2 separate regions of the Mus musculus genome follow, and region 1 is linked to region 2. The links are chromatin contacts, called in public HiChIP or PLAC-seq maps. All regions are on one chromosome and are shown on one strand. Each heading gives the region's core, a stretch centred on a gene start, on an enhancer-like site or on the middle of the called end of the contact. The rest is flanking DNA. Distances are from core to core; before and after follow the strand shown. Region 1 overlaps Gm24105 (predicted gene, 24105). Region 2 holds the start of Hmgb1 (high mobility group box 1).

Region 1 (3,255 bases), core at 685-3,184, 190 kb after region 2:
ACCACCTGTCCATCCATCCATCCACCCATCTACCCACCCATCCACCCATCTACCCATCTACCTTTCCACCCACCTACTCACCCACCCACCCATCCACACATCCATTCATTTACCCATCAACCCACTTGTCCATCCATCCATCTATCTATCCATCCATCCATCTACCCACCCACCTTTCCACCCACCCACCTTTCCACCCATCCGTCTGGTCTGTCATCTGCCCACTCATCCATCCATCCATCCACCCACCTTTCCATCCACTTACCCACCTACCCATCCACCCATCCATGTATTTACCCGTCAACCCACTTGTCCATCCATCCATCCATCCATCCACCCATCCAAACCCAGTCTTTCTCCTCACCTCTAGCTTCACTCAAGCTGGAAACCTGGCCCAATCCCCAAAAGCTTCCAGCCTGCCTCTAGGTCTCACTATGTAGCCCTGGTTGTCCTGGAACCTATTGGTAGACCAGGTTGGCTTAGAATTCAGAGATCCATCCCACTCTTCCTCCTGAGTGCTAGGATTAAGGAAGTATAATGCCAGGATAGGCCTGAATTTGCTAATATCTAAATACCTGTATTTGCCCAGGTTAAGTGTATGAAAATTCAATGTTAGCATCCAGCTGTGCCTCTGCCTCTAGTGAGACCTCTTTGAGCTTGGCAACTGCTGTTGTGGCCTCCTCAACATTTACAGGTTCTGCATCTACATCTATACATATGATACATGTGAACATATATAAAAATACCTCCTGTGTGATGTGTAATGTGTGATCTGAGCGTTAACACTGAAGATCAGAATAAAAGAACTCATGTTTGCCAACAGCCAGCTATCAAGGGAAATGGGAACTGCTTGGCAAACTGATACAGCTTGTGAACTTATTGTTATTCAATATGTTCTGACATCGGGGAGAGACACAAGCATGTTTGTCTGTTTTTGCCTAGTAGACTTACAGCAGGGGCAGAGTATTCGGCAGGGCCAATGTACTCTGGAGGTCTCCACTACAGTCATGATGGCAGATGGTAATACCATTCCTGGAGAAAACAGCTTCCTCAGAAGAAAGGGCCTAACAGCCAGGCAGTTCACGCAGGAATGCCAGGAGTCCTCAATGGCCCCCTGAGTGGTTTGTGGGGGATTAGACTTCAGCACAATCTCACCTATCGCTCTGAAATGATGTGCTTACTCAGGTACTGACATTTGAAGGTTTGAAGCTTTGTATGCCATTTTGCATCTTGCCACCTGCAGGAAAAGGTTGGTGAAAGGGACAGCTAGGAACAAGTCAGCTTGACCATGGGGCTGGGAGGGGGCAGAGCTGCACATCTGCATTTGTGTGTGTGTGTGTGTGTGTGTGTGTGTGTGTGTGTGTGTGTGTGTCTCACAGTTCCAGATTGGGTAAGTCAAGTTACCTTCCTTAGATTGGGGAGTGGGAAAAAAGGCTGGAGCCTCCACTGTTCACTTCTGCTGGAAGATGAGGGTTCCTCTGCTCTGAACTTGGGAGCCCACCTTAAGAGTATACGGATGTGGGCTGGAGAGATGGCTCAGCAGTTAAGAGCACTGACCGCTCTTCCAGAGGTCCTGAGTTCAGTTCCCAGCAACCACATGGTGGCTCACGATCACCTGAATGGAATCTGATGCCCTCTTCTGGTGTGTTTGTGTACTCATATACATTAAACAAACAAACAAACAAACAAATAAATAAATAAATAAATCTTTAAAAAATGGATGTCATGTTAGCATCCAGCTGCCGCACAGGCCACAGAATCTTCCTCAACCCTCTCTTCTCATAGGAACATTGACTGTGAATCTCTAGCTAACACACTCCCAGGTGCCAGGAGTTGACATCCAAATGGGTACTAATGGCCACAAACCCTGCTTCACACCAGCCTGCCTGCTTCCTGTCTGGGGAATCAGAGAGCCTGGCTGCGGGCTTATGCTGAGAAGCCACACCCATCCTCAGAAAAAGAAGAAATTCCCACTTGTGCCCCGTGATCCCTCACTTCCTCCCTTCAGAGCTCCTGCCATGTTGTCATCTGCCTGTGGCAGCAATAATAACTCTTCTAATAAATGTATCACCCTCTGTATTGGCTATTTCCTCTGTTGCTGTGATAGAACATCATGACCAAGGCAACTTAGAGAAGAGAGGGTTTATTTTGGCTTACAGTGTCAGAGGGTGAGAGTCCATGGCGCCAGGTGGGAAGTGGACCTGGCAGAACTCACATCTTAAGCCACAAGCATGAAGAAGTAGGTGAGGGTTCAAGTTCTTAAAATCTACCCCCCAGTGACATACTTCCTCCAGCACCTTCTAAATGTCTCCAAACAGTGCCACCAACTGGAGGGAACATTCAAACTGAACTGAATGCTCCCTGAGCCTTCTCCTTCCTCTTCTGGGTGGTTGTGAAGTTGATCTCCCACCAGTAGGATCAGATACAGTCCCCACATGCGTTAGGGATAAAAGACGGAGGCCATCTTGGCTGTGTAAGCTTGGTAGTACCAATTTGGGTAACCACTTTATTACAAAAAGAAAGTTACTTTCATATTGCTCATGTATTCCTCTGTGTGGTTCCGAGACTGTTGTCTTCCCATAGTGCCTTTAGTATCACAAGCACGGTCATTACTGCCAACAGCAGCAGCGTTTGCCTGGTGTCTTCCCAGCAACCAGGAGTAGGGATTAGGAATAGCATCCCTACACCCCTGTGGTGGTTTGAATGTTCTTGGCCCAGGAGTGCTGCTATTAGGAGGTGTGGCCCTGTTGGAGGAAGCAAGTCACTGTGAGGGTGGGCTTTGAGACCCTCCTCCTGGCCACATGAGAGACAGTCTTCTCCTGGTTCCCTTTGGAATAAGGTGTTGAACTTTCAGCTCCTTCTCCAGCACCACGTCTGTCTGCATGCTGCCATGCTTCCCACCTTGAAGATAATGGACTGAACCTCTGAACCTATAAGCCAGTTCCAATTAAATGCTGTCTTTTATAAGAGTTGCGTTGGTCATGGTGTCACTTTACAGCAATGGAAACCCTAACTAAGACACCTCCTCCCCACCCCATTTGGATTCCACCAGGAATCTGGCAGACATCTTGGGATTTGTACTTGGTAGCTTGATGCGCACAGCCCCCAAAAGGCATGCAGTTTTGACAGGACAGCTTCAGGTTTCTGTTCTCAGAGTCTCCACTAGGACTGGCTGAGTAGGGAGTACTATAAGGAGCTTGGGGGTGACCCCTCATATGAATTCCAATATGGTGGCTTCCTCTGAGGCAAGTGGCA
Region 2 (3,249 bases), core at 524-3,023:
TCTTAGAGCACGCCGTGTTCGCATCAAACTTTGCTCGGGCGGGCGGGCGGAGGCGGCGCTGGGCCGGGGCCCGGAGAGGCCGCAGTTTCCTATCGCTTTGGCCCCGAGATGCGTTTCTGCTCTGACTAAACACGTCCGGTCTGAAGTTTCTCCGAGTAAACAAGGATGAGGGACAAAAGCCACTCCTGCCGCCGCCTCCTCCGCCACCACGGGGGTGTCGGGCACGCTCTCTTCTTTTTTTTTTTTTTTGTCTTTTTTTTTGTTTGTTTGTCTCCCAAACCGGGCCCGTGAAAAGTTGGGGTGCCCTGGCGCGCGCGCGGGCAGGATTGATTCTCCGCCCTCCCAACTTGGCCCGAGGTTGAGGGGGGCTGCGGCTCCGGGCGGGCCCGAGGCCGCCACGTGCGCCCGGAAGGCCGCACGCAGGCTCGCGCCGCCGCCGCCCCCATTTTGTCGGGCCCCGGAGCAAGGAGAGAAGAAGCCCCGCCGCTCGAAATGGGGGCTGGCTCCGCCCGCGGCCGCCAGGGCCGGGCGCACGGAATGGCCGCTGCGCGTCTTCCCCGCCTGCGCCGCCGCCGCGAGGGCGAGCGCGAGCGAGAATATGGCTCCTTCCCTTTGTGTGTGCGCGCGTGTGAGTGTGTGTGTGTGTGTATGTGTGTGTGAGTGTGCGAGGAGACCGAGGCGCGCGGCGGGCGGGCGGGGCGCTGGCGCACTCGCCATGGCGGCGGGGGAGGGGCGGGGGGCGCGCGGCTCCCCTCCCCCCGCGGCCCCCGCGCCGTCTCCCTCCGCGCGCCCCGCCGCCCCCGCACGGAGAACGCGGGGCCGGGGAGAGAGAGAGACTGAGAGAGAGAGAGAGGAGAGGAAGAGAGGGGAGCGAGAGGAGAGAGGGGGGGAAAAAAAAAAGTTGCCTCAGAACTGCTGCGCCCAGCTTCCCCCGCCCGCCCGCCCGCCTTGTTTTCTCTCCAGCCAGCAGCGCCCGGCCGAGTCAGCCATGTTCCAGCGAGCGCAGCGGCGCCGCTCCCCCCCACACGGCCGCCCCGCTCGCCCGCCGCCTCACCCGGCCCGAGCCGCCCCGCACGGCCGCCCCCGGCCCACCCGCGGCCGCCCTCGCCCGCAGCGGCGCCCCGCCCGCCGCCCCGCGCTCCCCGCCGCGGCCGCCCATACAGCGGGGAAGCGCCGCTGCCCGCCGGCTCGCTCGCTCCGCGCACGCCGCCTGCCCGAAACGCTCGGCCCTGGGGGCCACAAACACGTTTTGGGGAAAAAAAATTTTTTTTAAATAATCCGGAACACGAACACACACACAGGCAGACACAAAACAAAAAAAAAATTTTTTTTTTTTTGCGCCAGTGAAGCGCGGACGGCGCCGCGGGTGTGAAGTGGCGGCCGCCTGAGGCCCCGCGACTCGGCTCGGCTCCGCTCGGCGCGGCACGGCGCGGGGCAGCGTTCGCGGCAGCGGCCGGCGGAGCCTCGCTCCGTGCGCAGTTCCCCCCACGGTCCCCCCTCATTTGCCTTTGTGTGGAGCCTGACCCGCCGGCTCCGGGCCGCGGGGATCCGGCCGCCGCGCAGGCGACCAGGCTACCCGAGGCGCTCTCCCCGCCGCCGCGCCGCCCCGCACTCACCCTCCGCGAGGCACAGAGTCGCCCAGTGCCCGTCCGGCTCGCGCTTGCCCCGGCGCTGTCTCTATGGAGCTCAATGTACTGCAATGGCTGTGAGAGCGGGAGCCAGACGCAGCCTCCTCACTCTCTCCGCTCTGTAACATTACTCTCCAGCCAGCGCGCCTCCTATTGGCTACCGCCAACTCACCAGGCCCGTTCATTGGCCCGTTCCCTCCCATTGTCCTGACCAGAGCCCGCGCGCCATTGGCTGTCTGCGAGGACACGTCACCGAGGATTGAAACAGCGCGCAAATCTGAATGTGTGTGTGTGTGCCGGGCCGAGAGGCTGAGGCGGGAGAGGCAGCGGCAGAGGCAGCAGCTGCTACGGGAAAGCGGAGCTCTATGGTGTCTCTGTGCCTGCGCCTGCCCCGAGCCAGCCCCACGCCCGAGCCGCGGCGCGCGCGGCCAGGGCCCGGCTCCGCCGCAGCCACGGCTGCGTCCCCAGGCCCGGGCGCCTCCCCGCAGGCCCGCCCCCCCTCCCGCTCCACGCTCCCGCCCCGAGCCGTTGGGATGTGCGGCCCGTGCTTGGGGATGCCTCCCCGAGTGGGGTGACTGCTCGGGGGGGCCTGTGGCCCAAACACGGGGGCCTCTGCGGGCTCCGGGACGGCCGTGCTGCTGCAGCCCACCACAAGACACCCCTCCCCGGGACTGCCCGCCTAACGTGCCCACCCTGCCCAGAAGCCTAGTCTGCACCCGCCAGCAGGCGTCCAGTTGCACCCCTTCTTCTGGGTTTGCTCGGGTTTCCCCCAGTACTTCTCGAACTTTTTTTTTTTTTTTCCTTTTGGTGAGACACAAAGCACTGTTTTGAACTTCCCGGACACCAAAGCCTTATACCAGGGAATTAATGCACAGCCACTGGGGTTTGATACTGGCTGTTCTCAGAAAATGTTTGGGGGGGGGCCCAGCTAGAATTAGCAAGTTCTTTAAAGACCTCATTGCCCCACCCCCATACACACACATACACACACACACACACACACACACACACACACAGACGCTGTTTTCTGTGACTCGGTGTGGATTACTGTTAGAATCAAATGAATCTTTGTGATTGCTATCTTGCCTCCGATCACACCACTTAGTGCATACATGTACCTGCTCTAGGGTTACCAGACATTTAGGGCTACTGTTACCTGAGGGATTAGAAGCAGTCGGAGAGTGCTTGGGCCCAAACCCACAGGCCATGCTTTTTCCTGCTCTTCAAGTTGGCTGATCATTCTTAGGTATGCAGAGAAAAATAGCCAGGCTGGCTCTAAAGGCCACAGGCTTCCATCAATCTTTGATGAATCTAACAGCTCTTTCTTTCTGGTGAGCACAGCACCTCTCTTCACTTCAAAACAAATGTCCCCCATTTTTTTTTTTTAAAATCCTGGCTCCTATACACTTCTCAACTAAGAAACAAAGAATTCCTCCAAAATGCACTTGATCCAAGTCAAAACATCCAAGTCATAGATTCTGGGTTTCATTTCTATACCACTTCTGAGGCCCTATTATGTAATGGATTTGCTCGAATTTATTATCCTTACTGGAATAGGTTTAGATTATCTTTTCTGGCCAGTGGCTTTAATGTCCATTGCCATTTTTTTTAACAATATATC

What was found. HiChIP or PLAC-seq counts read pairs in DNA pulled down with a chosen protein or histone mark.
Region 1: a contact with region 2 is called in an H3K4me3 HiChIP or PLAC-seq map of bone marrow-derived macrophages, with 2.9 times the contacts expected there. The contact joins the enhancer-like site here to the promoter of Hmgb1 in region 2. A contact is called at or near these places in 18 of 39 promoter capture datasets (the 3T3-L1 cell line, 3T3-L1-derived adipocytes, the C10 cell line and 9 more), 9 of 484 Hi-C or Micro-C datasets (ECoMG-derived neutrophils, the G1E-ER4 cell line, cardiomyocytes and 5 more), 22 of 115 datasets of contacts at active chromatin or transcription factors (the 230-238 cell line, the SCID.adh cell line, bone marrow-derived dendritic cells and 12 more) and 4 of 9 other capture datasets (adipose tissue, embryonic stem cells, liver and 1 more).

The regions. Positions count from the first base shown.
Region 1 is chr5:149,239,172-149,242,426 of GRCm38.p6, forward strand. All of the region lies in intron 1 of Gm24105 (predicted gene, 24105), which reads right to left. Among named protein-coding and RNA genes, the nearest start is that of Gm24105, 7.4 kb to the right of the region's middle. Within about 2 kb of position 1,935, at least 14 of the 459 cell types and tissues checked have an H3K27ac peak or open chromatin away from gene starts, as enhancers often do. A contact at or near this core is called in ECoMG-derived neutrophils, bone marrow-derived dendritic cells and bone marrow-derived macrophages, where this site is marked.
Region 2 is chr5:149,051,284-149,054,532 of GRCm38.p6, forward strand. Hmgb1 (high mobility group box 1) reads right to left here and starts at 1,774. Exons shown (of 5, transcript NM_010439.4): 1 at 1,617-1,774.